Regions from separate parts of the Sus scrofa genome. Here region 2 is linked to region 1. A link is a contact called in public Hi-C data. All regions are on one chromosome and are shown on one strand. Each heading gives the region's core, a stretch centred on a gene start, on an enhancer-like site or on the middle of the called end of the contact. The rest is flanking DNA. Distances are from core to core; before and after follow the strand shown.

What was found. Hi-C and Micro-C count contacts between places; a contact is called where the count stands out from the background.
Region 2: a contact with region 1 is called in a Hi-C map of liver, with 5 times the contacts expected there. The contact joins the promoter of SH3BP4 here to the enhancer-like site in region 1. A contact is called at or near these places in 1 of 5 promoter capture datasets (liver), 3 of 47 Hi-C or Micro-C datasets (embryonic fibroblasts, heart right ventricle and liver) and 1 of 2 datasets of contacts at active chromatin or transcription factors (skeletal muscle).

The regions. Positions count from the first base shown.
Region 1 is chr15:134,945,724-134,952,154 of Sscrofa11.1, forward strand. No RefSeq gene overlaps it. Among named protein-coding and RNA genes, the nearest start is that of SH3BP4, 55 kb to the right of the region's middle. Within about 2 kb of position 2,993, at least 9 of the 83 cell types and tissues checked have an H3K27ac peak or open chromatin away from gene starts, as enhancers often do. A contact at or near this core is called in liver, where this site is marked.
Region 2 is chr15:135,000,662-135,007,092 of Sscrofa11.1, forward strand. SH3BP4 (SH3 domain-binding protein 4) reads left to right here and starts at 2,840. Exons shown (of 6, transcript XM_021074833.1): 1 at 2,840-3,033.

The sequences.
Region 1 (6,431 bases), core at 1,743-4,242:
AGGTCAGGTATGCCAAATTGCGTACAGACCACAGAGGGAGGCTGAACCAGTGCTGTGGCAACACAGAGCATCATGTCATTACCCCATGACATGTCTCTCTGTGTTCCTTCTGACACCCAACAACTAATACCAGGGCATAAATCCTGAGACTTACACTTTCAGAATACCTTGACTTTTCCAAAAATATCTTGATTTATGAGTACAAATTAAATAGTACAATATTTTAATCCACCACATCAACAGACTAAAGCATATGGTTATGTCCACAGGTGCAGAAAGAGCATTTGACAAACTGTAATAACTACTGATGATAAGAACTCTTGGTGAACTAGGAATAGAGGGGAACCTTCTCTATTTGATAAAGATTATCTACAAAAAGACCTGCAGCCAACATCACAACGAATGGTGAAAAGCTGGAAGCTTTCCCACTAAGATCGAGTACAAGGCAAGGATGTTCATTCTCACCACTCCTTTTTGACACCAAACTGGAAGCCCTTGCTAATGCAATAAGGCAAGAAAAGGAAATAAAATGTATGAAGAATGGGAAGGAAAACATAAAATTGTGCTTGTTTGTATATGTCTTGATCATTTATGTGGAAAAACTGACCAAAGAACTCTTGGAACTAATAAGTGTTTATGTCAAGCTTGGAGAATACAAGGGCAGGGAATAGTATAGTATGTAATACAAGCCACTGCAGTGAAAATGCCAGGTCCTTTGCCCACAAGGGAACTCCTGTACATGCTGTTCTGTAACTTGCTTGCTTCACTTAATGGCATACCTTAGACATCGTTATATTTCAGTACATGGAAGTCTTCTTCATTCTTTTTTATGGATATACAGCACCCCATTTGATAATATCAAATTTACTTGCCCAGTTCCATACTGGTGGCACTTAGGTTGCTTCAGAATTCATTGGTAGGGTGTAGGTTTTTGCTTACAGTATGATATCATGGACCCCCTTATTATTTCTTTTCTTTTTCCTTTTTTTTTTTTTTGACGTTTTGTCTTTTCTGGGGCTTCACCTGCAGCATATGGAGGTTCCCAGGCTAGGGGTCTAATCAGAGCTGTAGCCGCCAGCCTACACCACAGCCACAGCAATGCCAGGTCCAAGCCGAGTCTGTGACCTACATCACAGCTCATGGCAACACCGGATTCTTAACCCACTGAGCAAGGCCAGGGATTGAACCTGCAACCTCATGGTTCCTAGTAGGATTTGTTAACCACTGAGCCACGATGGGAATCCCTCCCTTATTATTTCAGTATTCCCTTAAATTTTTCCAAAACACAAACTAGGGCTTTTATAGAAATGTCTCCAATCTGTTCACTGATGTAAATTAACAATTTCAGAATAATACTCATAGCAATGATTGCCAATGAAAAGTGAGATCAGAGAGGAGGGTCATATGGTAGGAATGTGCCTATAAATTTCACTTTACATTCTTTTCTACATCAGAGTTTTTAAAATTAAACGCAGTGCTTTTCTAATTATAATTAAAACATAAGAAAACAATGCTGCAATAACAGCTACACAAAACTGTTTTTCTTCTTTAGGGCTATGTCTCAGGGGAATGATCTAGATGTTAGATTACTGGGTTAAATGCCATCCTCTAGGAAGCGTGCCAACTCCCATGATCCTGTGGGGTTTCAGAGGTGGGGCATTCTGCAGGTGGTCCCCATCATCAGGGAAAAACAGAAGCAACTGCATACAATTGAGTTTCATCTAATAGTGGAAGTTTCATTCACACAGCTAAGGAGGAGGATATTGTCTTAAAATCTATTAGAAAAGATTCAATTGGTGGAAATGCTTGAACCGGTGCACTGCGATGCAGCTGCATCCTTGCCTAGTGACTGCTCTGGATCAAAACCCCAAGGAGACAGCCAATGAGTATTTCTTCTTGTGGAAGCTCAGAAAGGACATCGGTGCATTAAAGACGGGCAGAACAGACATATAGCTCAAGTCCAGCTCACGCTTTGTTCAAACTGGTCTCCTGCCTATTTCTTGGAGATTCCGTGTTCCACCCTTTCCTGTTCCCGGCCTTATCCCGCTTCTCTCAAGGTCATAAGACGGCTTCCACAGCAGCCCGGGCTTTAGCAGCTCTACTCACCTCCCGGAGGGAGCAAAATCAGTCCCTGAGCTTTGCGCTGATTGGGCCAGTTGTCGGCTAGGTGACTTACACGTACCGATCATCTTTGGCCAGAGCTTATGAAAACCAATCACATGGCAAGAGGACGAACAGCTAACTCTCATTGGCTCAGGTCAATTAAGACACGCCCCTGAAGAAACCAATCCCAACCTAGCCTGGCTGAGATGGCCTGGCACAGCAGGGCAAGAAACCCACTGTGTGTACCGCATCAGTATTTTCCACGGATTGAAAGGAGAAAATGACTATCATGTAGCCACCCTACATTGTGTCCAAGGCACCAAGCAAGAAGCTTTTATTATTTAGTTTAATCCTTCTAACAGTCCTTTAATATTGGCATTGCTAATTCTTATTTCTCAGATAAAGGAAACTTCAGCTCAGGGAGTTTGAGTCATTTGCCTAAGGTCACACAGCTAACATGCATCAAAGTTTATCTCACTGATTTCATATGCTGCTTGGCACAGCTTACTCATGACCCTAAAGTGCATCCAAGTTCGGCAGGATAAATATGTTTTAGATCCTATTCCCTTGACGTCTTTAAAAAAAAAATTCTTTGAAAGTCATGTGGATTATTTGAAGTATATACATATATAGTTAAGACTAAAGTCAGAAGGGAAAAAAAAATTGTCTCATGTTTTCCAGTTAAGCACCTTCTAGCAGTTGAAGTATTTGGTTTGTGTTATCAGATTTTGGCCTAAAACCAGATCACAGCTATGAATCATAGCTGATGTAATGTGCGTCTTGGTAGAGCTATTATGTATTTCCCAGGTGCACTGCACTTTACTGTAGGAAATCAGATCTCTGCCTTGGTCCCTGGTGAGCAATTATGACATCATAAACTGGTGCTTGGGCACAGTTCAAAGAGCTGAGAACGAGTTATGAAAACCAGGGAAAGCGAACTTTGGAATTCCAGAGAGGTCACCCAACCTCCCCTTGCCTAACAAAACTGCTAATATTTACTCTCTGTGGAACCCAGGGGAGAAAACCAGAGTCTAATTTTGCACTTTCCCCCTGAAAGAATAGGGGTTGTTGAGAGCAAAATAGCCTCTGGGATGGTGACTCTCTCTGAAGAGCTGTTCCAGGGGAACACCGTCGAAGGAAAAATTCCACACTGCCTGCAAATTGGGGGCTTTCTGCTCTGTTACCAGTGTTTGACACGGAACCCAACAGTTTCTGATGGCAATTCTGGTTGGTGGGGTGGGGGGAGGAGTATGAGGGTACGCAGGCAGGTGGAGGTGTGGTGGCCAGGGCAAGTGCACAGGCACACATACCCCAAGGTGTGAATTGTCATGACTGCCAGGTAGAGGAATGTTTCTATGCCACGACTCGAGGAAAACAGCCCGAAAGAGGTTTATGCATCCTCAGTGGCCTGTGCTCAGGAAGTACTAGAGTTAAAATCTGCTCTTATGAAAGAGGAATTAATGCCACAGATCAGTACATCTAAATAACAAAGACAAAAAAATGAAGAAAAAAAAGACGATATCATAAAACGTCATTAAGATCCATTTTTCTTCAGAGAGAGTATATGGAAGTTCTGTTGTTGGAATCATTAATTGTGTTGAGCTTTACTTGAAATGCTTAAACATCTTCTAACCATTGCATTTGTGCCTTTTCTCAAAATAATTGCTTACTTTCTAAAATGTAAAGCCTACTCCATGGAAGGTGTAGTTCAGGCCAACAAAAGGGGAGGGAACACTCATTTGAATAGTTTTTCAGAAACAAAAAAAATGACACTCTTAAGTTTTATAGGCTGAAAAAAAAAAATCATGCCCCAAAGATGGCATGATATTATTTAAAACATAGCAATGTAACAAGTACCCCACTGGTGAGGAGAGGGGAGGCAGACTGCCAAAATATTACCCCATCAAAAAATCGCCCTCCCCTCTAAGGAAAACTGGCCAGGCACGTTGCCCACAAAAGCAACCATATTTGCGTCACATGACCCTTGGCCCACAATCTGATGGGAGCCCGTGATACAGCTCCCTACAGGGGCTGCTGCCAGTTTGTGGGGCCCCCTGCAAAAGGAATATGCAGATTCCCTTTTTCAAAAAGCAGGGGGCAAGTGCTATGAAATGGAGGGAAATATAAAGCTTTTTCCTTTCCTCCACAGTCTCTCTCGACTTATCATGATGTTTTTAATTTGCTACTTAAAGTCATTTTCAGTAAAGAAAAAAAAAAATTTTTTTTTTCACATCACGTATTTTATTATTTCGGACTCACTTCTGAGATGTAGGAGAGGTGGGAGTAGGGAATGGGAGGGGAATAATATTATCCCTAAAGAAAATTTGCAAGAATTGGATAAAAAACAGACAAAAACTCTTTTTTACCAAGATTCACCTATTCTCAGTGTTTTCTTTTTTTCTTTTTTTTTTTTTTTATTTTCCCACTGTACAGCAAGGGGGTCAGGTTATCCTTACATGTATACATTGCAGTTACAGTTTTTTCCCCCACCCTTTCTTCTGTTGCGACATGAGTATCTAGACAAAGTTCTCAATGCTATTCAGCAGGATCTCCTTGTAAATCTATTCTAGGTTGTGTCTGGTAAGCCCAAGCTCCCGATCCCTCCCACTCCCTCCCCCTCCCATCAGGCAACCACAAGCCTCTTCTCCAAGTCCATGATAGAAAAAAAAATTTTTAATGTTTACCATTTCTCTTTATATTCTGCAATTCCTGTTGAAATGCAAATATAGGATATCTAGCTCGGACACTGAATAGCCAGTACCGCAATTTGTATTTTGTAGCTCATACATGCCCATGGATTTATTTCTTACCAGAACTTTGGAAACTGCAAAACATGAACTCAATGGTTTTTCTTTCCTTTCTTGGTATGCTGTATTCTACTAACACTCTCTGCTTTTGGTTTACTGATGAGTAAGGAAGGACCGAAAGGGGAAAGAAAAGGCTCCCCTCTCCTGTCCTTTCCTTCTGTGTCATCATTTCCAGTGTAGACGGGCTAATACAGGGAAGTAACATGAGTGAGAAAGGGTAGGACAGGACTTGGTGGTCATTTCCAGTGTAGACGGGCTAATACAGGGAAGTAACATGAGTGAGAAAGGGTAGGACAGGACTTGGTGGTCATTTCCAGTGTAGACGGGCTAATACAGGGAAGTAACATGAGTGAGAAAGGGTAGGACAGGACTTGGTGGTCATTTGTGCTTCTCACATGGACTTCTTCCTGCATCTGAAGCAAGTGTAATGGGAAAGAACAAATCTGACTCCATGTTTCTCTGTTTCTCTTTAACTTTTGTATTGTTACTTTTGCTTGGAGTTAAGATTATGTTGCCTATAGCCTGAAATTTACAGGAGAGCCCATTCTCAAGGCTCTGACCTTTAAAAGTATAACACTTTCCCATTCCTCTGGAGATAAAAAGTTGCAGAAGAGAAAATAACATTTTCTTATTGTACCTTTACAGGAACATTGATTATGATCTGACCTATGTGGCTGCTGCAAGAACAAAGGATTCCAACATGACAGTTGCAACAATCAATCATGCCCGTCTCTCACCTTGCCTTTAAAAATGCTTTGCTAAATCCTTCGGGGAGTTTGGAGTTTGAGGGGCAAGGGCCACCCATCTCCTTGCATAGCCTGCAATAAACATTTCTCTGCTCCAAACACCAATGTTTTGATTTCTTTGGCCTCACTCTGGTAACACAAGCTCTAGATCTAATGGAAAGTAGATCTAGGGACTTCTTGGGGTCATCCAAGGCTTCCTCCTCTTGCTCAGGCACAGATTCAGCAAGATTATCACTTATCTTTCAGTCACATTCAGTCTCCTGAACACCCAGGCATCACAGTGCCATGGGATTTTTTGCACTCATGGAACAGCACAACTGGTCATGTGTGAAGAAGGAGACACATATTGAGCGTATCTCCTCTGCTCATGCATGTGCTCCATTGTCCCATTGAAACCATTGGGTTTCACCCTCAAAATACAAGTTCAAACATAAAATTGCAAATAATTTCCAATAGCAAAGCATTAAACCAAGGACAACACCCCCCCCCCAAGCAGGTCACACTTCCATGTGAAGTAAGAGTTTTAACTAAAGAAACAACTACCCCCCACCCCAGCTGAGGAGGCAACTCCATGCCTGTCAGCAGCTTTGCTCCCCACACACCACCTCTCTTGTCATCTTGTAGCAACAATATGCCTTATGTCCTTGCTAGCAGACCTGCACCCCAGAGCTCCAAGCATTGCTTATCAGTTTTGCTTTTGGAAACTTGCTTGCTCAGCTTCTTAGGCAGGAACTCTGTCTGCTCCTCCCAAAGGGGGAGGGCTGGGCTGCTTGCA
Region 2 (6,431 bases), core at 1,590-4,089, 55 kb after region 1:
AGCTATCGATTTTGCTGTATGTGTTCCCACTAGAAATGCTTATTGAGTAGGTGAGCACTATGAATGTTATGAATAGTTCATGTTTTCTCTTTTGCTTTCAGAAGGGCAAGGAGTAAAAACTGGCAGAATGAGCAAGTATAAAGTTCCCAGGGAGCAACATCTTGAGACCTCCTTGTCTTCCAGAACACACGAGGCAGAACAGCCCACAGACACCTCATGCAATATTGCCTCCCCAGCTCAAATGCACGAGCTCCAGGAGTAAGAGTACAAGCGTGTCTGCCTGGGTCTTTTGACTTCCATAAGCTCCTCTCTGAGGATGCAGGCTGGTTTGAAGATGCTCAGAGCACCTTGATGCCAAGAACTGCTGGCACAGCTGTGGACACCTGGGCGCAGGCTCTCCGCCACTCAAGGTGAAGGGAGCCAGCCCTCTGCTTATTCACACAGTATCCTGCATTTCCACCACACTTAGCTCTTTGTGCCTTTTTAACGCCTCTTCTTCCCTTACTGCTCGGCGAACTCAGCTCTCCCCAGCTCTTCCCAGCCTAGGCCCTGGCTATCTTATTTGACTGTTTCCCTGTTTTGCCCTTGTTCCCTTCCTGGGTGTGGCTGCCAAGCTTTTCCAAACGTTGGGCCATTTGTGGCGCTTCTGGGAATTGTCTTCTCCATCCCGCTTGTCCCTTTTCTACTGCTTGTCTTGTTCAATACTTTCCAGGCATTTTTACACAGTAAGGATATTAGTCAGTGGGAATAGCAGTAATAATAGTAGGTAAAATGTATCGAATGTTACTTTGTGCCAGGCACCCTGCTAAGCCCTTTACCTGCTGCACTGAATTTTCATACTTACTTGGGAAATTGAGTCACAGAGAAGCATAACTCACCAGGGACCCAAGCCCAGCAGACTGGCTCCCAGGCCCATGCCTCAAACATGGTCCTAAGCCACTGAGGATCCTTTGGGACCCCCATATGCCATAGACAAGCTCCTCCTCTCTGAGGCTTTCTTACCTGCCCCTTCAGGGTGAAGGCCTCTTTTTGAAACATGCAGCAAACATTTTAGAACTAATTGTATCCATTTTCAGGAATGCAATTGTCCTAACACACAGATGACCCCCAAACCAGAAGAGGAGTCTCCACCCTTCTAGATTATGTCTCTGTCTTCTTTTGTCTCCTGAAATTTCAAGGTGGATTTCAAATTAAGGTGCTAGCAAACCAGATTCTGTACGTAAAGGAAGGTGTCCAAGACTGAGGGAGCTGCAAAGGCTTGGAATCCAGAACAGGGAGGGTTTGAATGTAGACTCATGCTCCATGTAATCAATACGTGCAGTGCGTAAACTCTAAGTCACCTATGAAGTGGGAATAATAGCAATACTATCTGCTTTGCCAGGCAGTGACGAGGAATGACTGAAGGAGTGTCTAATTCTGGCCACGGAACAAGAAGTGTCAGCTTCCCTACCGCCAAAGACTCCCCTGGATTCTGCATTGCAGGGGGCTCCTAGTCCTCAGTAGGGTGGCTGGTGTTCCCCAACGTGGTTACAGCCCAACCTTCTGGAGTGGCCTCTGGTCAAATTCTGGTTCTACCAGTTTCTTGCTGTCAAATTAATCCGCCCAGGTTCAGTCTACTCATGCGTAAAATGGACTATTGTGAGTAGCCAAGTGTGGGATTTTTTAAGAATTAAATGTGCAGTCCATGGAAACTGCCTGCGATACAGTAACTGGTGCGATCATTCACTGAGCGCTTTCTATGTCCCAGGCAGGTTCTAGGTACTGGGACCCAGCGGCGTACCGGCCAGAGAAAAGTGTAAATGGTTAGATGCAATCTGCTTAGCAGGAAGTTCTTGGTAATTTTCGGCGTGGCTCCTTTTCTCTTGTTCTTTCTTTTTTAACTTTGTGCTGGTCCCCACAGTCTCGCACCTGCTTTCCACCACGGTCGAAGACAAGCTTATTCTAAGACGGGTTTTGAGAATCAGGAGCCACCGTTAGCGGCGTGGACGAAGCCAACTTGGGGTTCCGAACCTCACTCAGGGGTCTCTGCTTGGGGTTCCCCGAGACGAGGTGGGAAGATGTGGATGCCGGGGGCTCAGGAGAGCGGCCAAAAGGTCGCGGTAATAACAGCCACCTCTAGATCTGCTCGGTACCAGGGACCGCGATCCCAGGGACACCCTCCTGCCAAGACCTCGCTCCCTGGCCGGCGCCCAGAGGAGGAAGAGGAGGAGACGCCGAGGCCGGATCCCCGCGGTGGCTCGGGAGACTCGGCGCCAGACCCCGCCTGCGCGCGCTCCCCCGCCCGGCTTCCCCGCCGCCCGGCTCGGCCCCGCCCCTCCGTGCTAGCCCCGCCCCTCAAGCCGCACCCCACGCCCGGCCTCTGGGTGGCCAACCGCTCGCCCCTCCCCCAGACTCCGGAGACAACTGCTCGGCCCCACCCCTTGGTTTTCCACCCGCCCCCTCCTCTAGACGGCCTCGGCTAGGCCCCGCCCCCCCACTCTAGCCGCGCCCCTACTTATTTACACCCCGCCCCCGCCTCTCCGCCACCTTGCAGAACCCTCCCCTCCGAGCTTGCCCCGCCCTCTGCGAGCCCATACTCCGCTCCTGCCTCCGGGAGGCCGAGGCTCTGACCCGTAGCCTCCTTGTCCCGGTTTTCCTCCCACCCCCAGCCTCCTCTGAGCGCTCCGTTCAGACTCCGCCCCTGCCACCCAAGGCCAGCTCCGCGCAGGGCCACCCTCCCCTGCGGCCCCGCCCCCGAGACCCCGCCCCGGGACCCCGTCCGGGTGGGGAGACCACCCCTGCTGTCAGCTGCCTGGTCCCCGCCCCCCGCGCCCGGCCTCGAACGCCCCGCCTCCGCCCCACGGCCCCGCCCCGGCGCGGGGACCACCCTCCGCCCGCGGAGGCGGGGGCCGAGTGCTCCGGGCACTCTCGGCGGTCCCGGCCCTTCGCCGGCGCCGCGCGGTAGTTCCCGCGGATCCGCCCGCTTTCCCTGCGGGGCGAGTTCCCAGATCGCCACGAGAGCCGCAGCAGCCAGCGGGACGCAATGCGAGCCAGGTAGGCAGGCTGCGCTCGGGGCTGTCCCCTGCGGGCCGCTCCAGCCCCACTGCCCGGCCTCACTCTCGCCGCGCCTGCTGGGGCTCAGCGGGTTTGCACGCCTCGCGGGCGCGGATCGTTTCCCAGCCGCCTCAGTTCGGGGCTCCAGAGTGCCGGACGCGGCTGGCGCGGGACGGCTTCGGGAAGCCTCGCGCGCCCCTCGTGCTCTCCCGCGGGCCCGGTCACCCGGGCGCAGGCGGGCAGGCCGGGGTTCCGGGTGCCAAGCCGCACTCACAGCCTCGCGTGCGCCTGGCGGATCCTCCTCCCCTGGCCCTAGAGCGCTTCCCGGGGCCGGCCCTGGGGGGTGGCCCTCCTCGGCAACCGGACGCGTCCTCGGGGCGCTCAGCTTGTGGGGCCGTGGGCACTCCGAGGGCTGGAGGAGCCGGGGCTCCCTCTGGCGCGGCCCGGGGAGGAGGGCGAGGCACGCGGTCCCGGGTTAAACTTGGTGACAATGCATATTTCAACTTCTTGGGAGATCCCTCATTTTAGGATGGAAACGAAAACCCCGGTTTCTGGCTTGGCCGTCCGGCGACCGAGCAGCCGCGAGGTGACAGCGCCGGCCGCGGGCGGGTAGGGACGGCGGGAGAGGCGCATGCTTGCTTAGTGGTGTTTCCCGGGAAGCCGGCTCCGCGGTGCGGATTGGCGGCCCGCAGGATCCTGGCCGTGGAGTCCGGCGGCTCCTAGCCCGAGGCGGGTCATGCGGCCGGGGGTGACCAGGCCGCGCTGGCCCTTCCTCGGGGTATCGGGCGGCCAGAGGAGCCGCCAGAGGGGCGCAGCGGGACAGCGGCCGGGCTTCCTACGTGCGCAGAGGCCGGTGGAGCCTTACCGTTGAGGTTTAGAAAGAACACCGGGCTGGATTTTACCCGTGCTTATTCTTTCCAAGTTAGTGCATGCAGCAGATCGGTACCGTGTGCTTATCAGTAGTAAGAAGTTAGCATAACTTTTGCTCTGCTCACGAAAGCAATATACGCCCCGGGTAGAAATGTAAACAGTAAAACAGGAATGTAAACAGTGAAATAAACCATCATTGATCCCACAGTTCCTACCGGCCTCAGTTTTTACAGTCTTTAATACCCACATTTCACGGGCTTGCCGGTTTAATCTGTAAGTTTACAAGCCGAGCCTCTCTTAACTAAATGAAAGCAATCCCTTTGTGCGGCTCTCCCCTTTCCGCCCTTCTAAACGTGGTGAGCTCTGAGCACCAAAGTTTGGGTGTCCAGGGCCTGGCTCCCTTCTCAGGCTGTGCGTCCCCTTTCCAGTGGGTGGGGATCTGCTGGCCTGAGATGGAGCGAAACAGAAGCCTGGAGTGAGCTAGACCATCGGCTCAGACTGGGTTGGCTGGGTTTGGGTTCCTTGCCTTGTAAAAATGAAGGTAATGACTGGCAATCAGCTTCTCAGGGCACCATAAAAATTAATGGGTGGTTGGCAAGGCGTTTGACATCCTTGGGTGGACAGCGGCTGTACTTTGAGGGGCTAGGGAGCCTTTTGCTGGTCTCCGATGCTGTGGTCATCAAGTAGAACAGCCCGCCTTCCCACCTGGCCATCTTGACCAGGAAACAGACTCGAGGAGTGTGTGTGTGGGGCGGGGGGGGCCTGGAGAAGGTTCCTGGCGCCCTGCTCAGTGCAGTCTGTCCAGGCCAAGCCCCTCAGAAAATGGAAAGAGCCCAAACTCCCTATTTGCCTGCCTCCCTGTTTTCTGCACGTGGGCAGACGGGAAGCGTGGAAGGGGGCTTTGGCCCTAAGACGCTCCCCAAGGTTCGCAGGCCTCCTGCTGAGCTGAGAAGGAACAGTTAGTTCTGGGACAAGGACTCGGTGAACAACCCGGGCTTCCTAAGCATTTGTTTTATGGCGCCCTTGTTTACGAAATGAACAATGACCAGCTCAGATCCGCGGGGCCTGAGAAGCTTCTGTGAGCTTTAATTATTTTTTTCCTGTTGTCCCAAGACTCAGGCACCCTGCGTGAGGGCCCTTTTAAAACAATTAGGAGGAACTTCTATCATTTGTTATTTTCAGACACCAGAAGCCCTAGGTGCCTTTTGTTCCCCTGGCAAAGGAACGGGGAGGAGGAGATGAGAGATCCTTTTTCTGTCGCAGGTCCCCCGGGTCCCCGTTTGTCATTTGATAGTTGCATTGTTTTTATGGACGCTCCCACCAGCCTGTATTCTCTGCTCAAGGTCTAGTGGCTGATGGCAGCCGGACTGGGGGTTTCCGAAAGGACCCGGAAAGTGGGCTGGAGGAGTGGCTATTAGGGTCCCCTGTTCCTATAGTGCCCCTTAATTTTTTGGTGTAGGGAGGAAGGTGGGGGGGGTCTTCCTGGGTTTTCTCCTTTGCTGCTGTTTGCTAACTTGATTTCTGGTCACCCAGCAGCCTGGAATTGTTTCCTGCTGGCTGCTTCTGCAGCCTTTTTTTTCTTATTCAAATGAGATAATAAGATATGCTAATGTCACTGAGGTTTACGCCCCTGGGTGCTGGAAGGCGGCCCCAGCGTTTAAATCCTCGCATCCGGGGCAGTTGGGGGGGGAGGGGGATGTGGGCATTCTTCCAGGGGAGGAGGCCGGCTGGCTACCCTTGGCTTCTTAGGGGAGCCCTTGGTCCAAACAAGGCCAGAGTTGGGCCCTGGCTGACCTTACCCCTGGCTGGGAGCAAACTTCCAACCCTCCCTGCTGGAGCCACCAGCGTGGTGCCTGCCTTGTGTCTGACCGAGGAGAAGCTGTTGTTTAGCCCGTTGCCCTGGGCCAGCCAGGTGGGTTTCCCTTAGCTTTATGTGCAGATACGACACCTGAGTTGCGATTTTTCTTCTGAGAATTGGAGTCAGGCTCCTGGGATATTTCCTAAGGCCCTGGAGATGGGCGCTAGGACTTCTTTGTCCTGAAGTTCCTGCCTGACAACCAGGAACTGAGAAGGGTCACTGAGCTGAGCTGCTAAATAGACTTCACCGTGACTGCACTGGCCCGGCCAGAGGGCAGCCTGGGGCCATCTAATGTTGACACTCAGCTACCAGCGAGCTGGGTCTCCTGGTACCCAGGGATTTGCACGATAGAAGTCCCACATCCTGCCGTCACGTTCTGTAAAGTGGCAAAAATAATTCAGCAAGCCCCTGAGCACCATTGAACCATCCAGCTACTCACTCGGGATGTTCCAGGGAGCCCGAGCCTGCTTGTCCAGGGACCCTGAGGACAAGTGGTGTATTACAGGATGGCACCTGACACCATCAGGACCGGCGTCTCAGGGGGAAGGATGTTAAGGTTCAGCCTTCAGAAGACAAGGGAAGGCTGTAGGTATTTTAGAAATAAGGGTGCATGATGTGTGTCTCGAAAGGGTGAAATTCCTTACTGTCCTTAGCGCCTGTCACCTGCCAG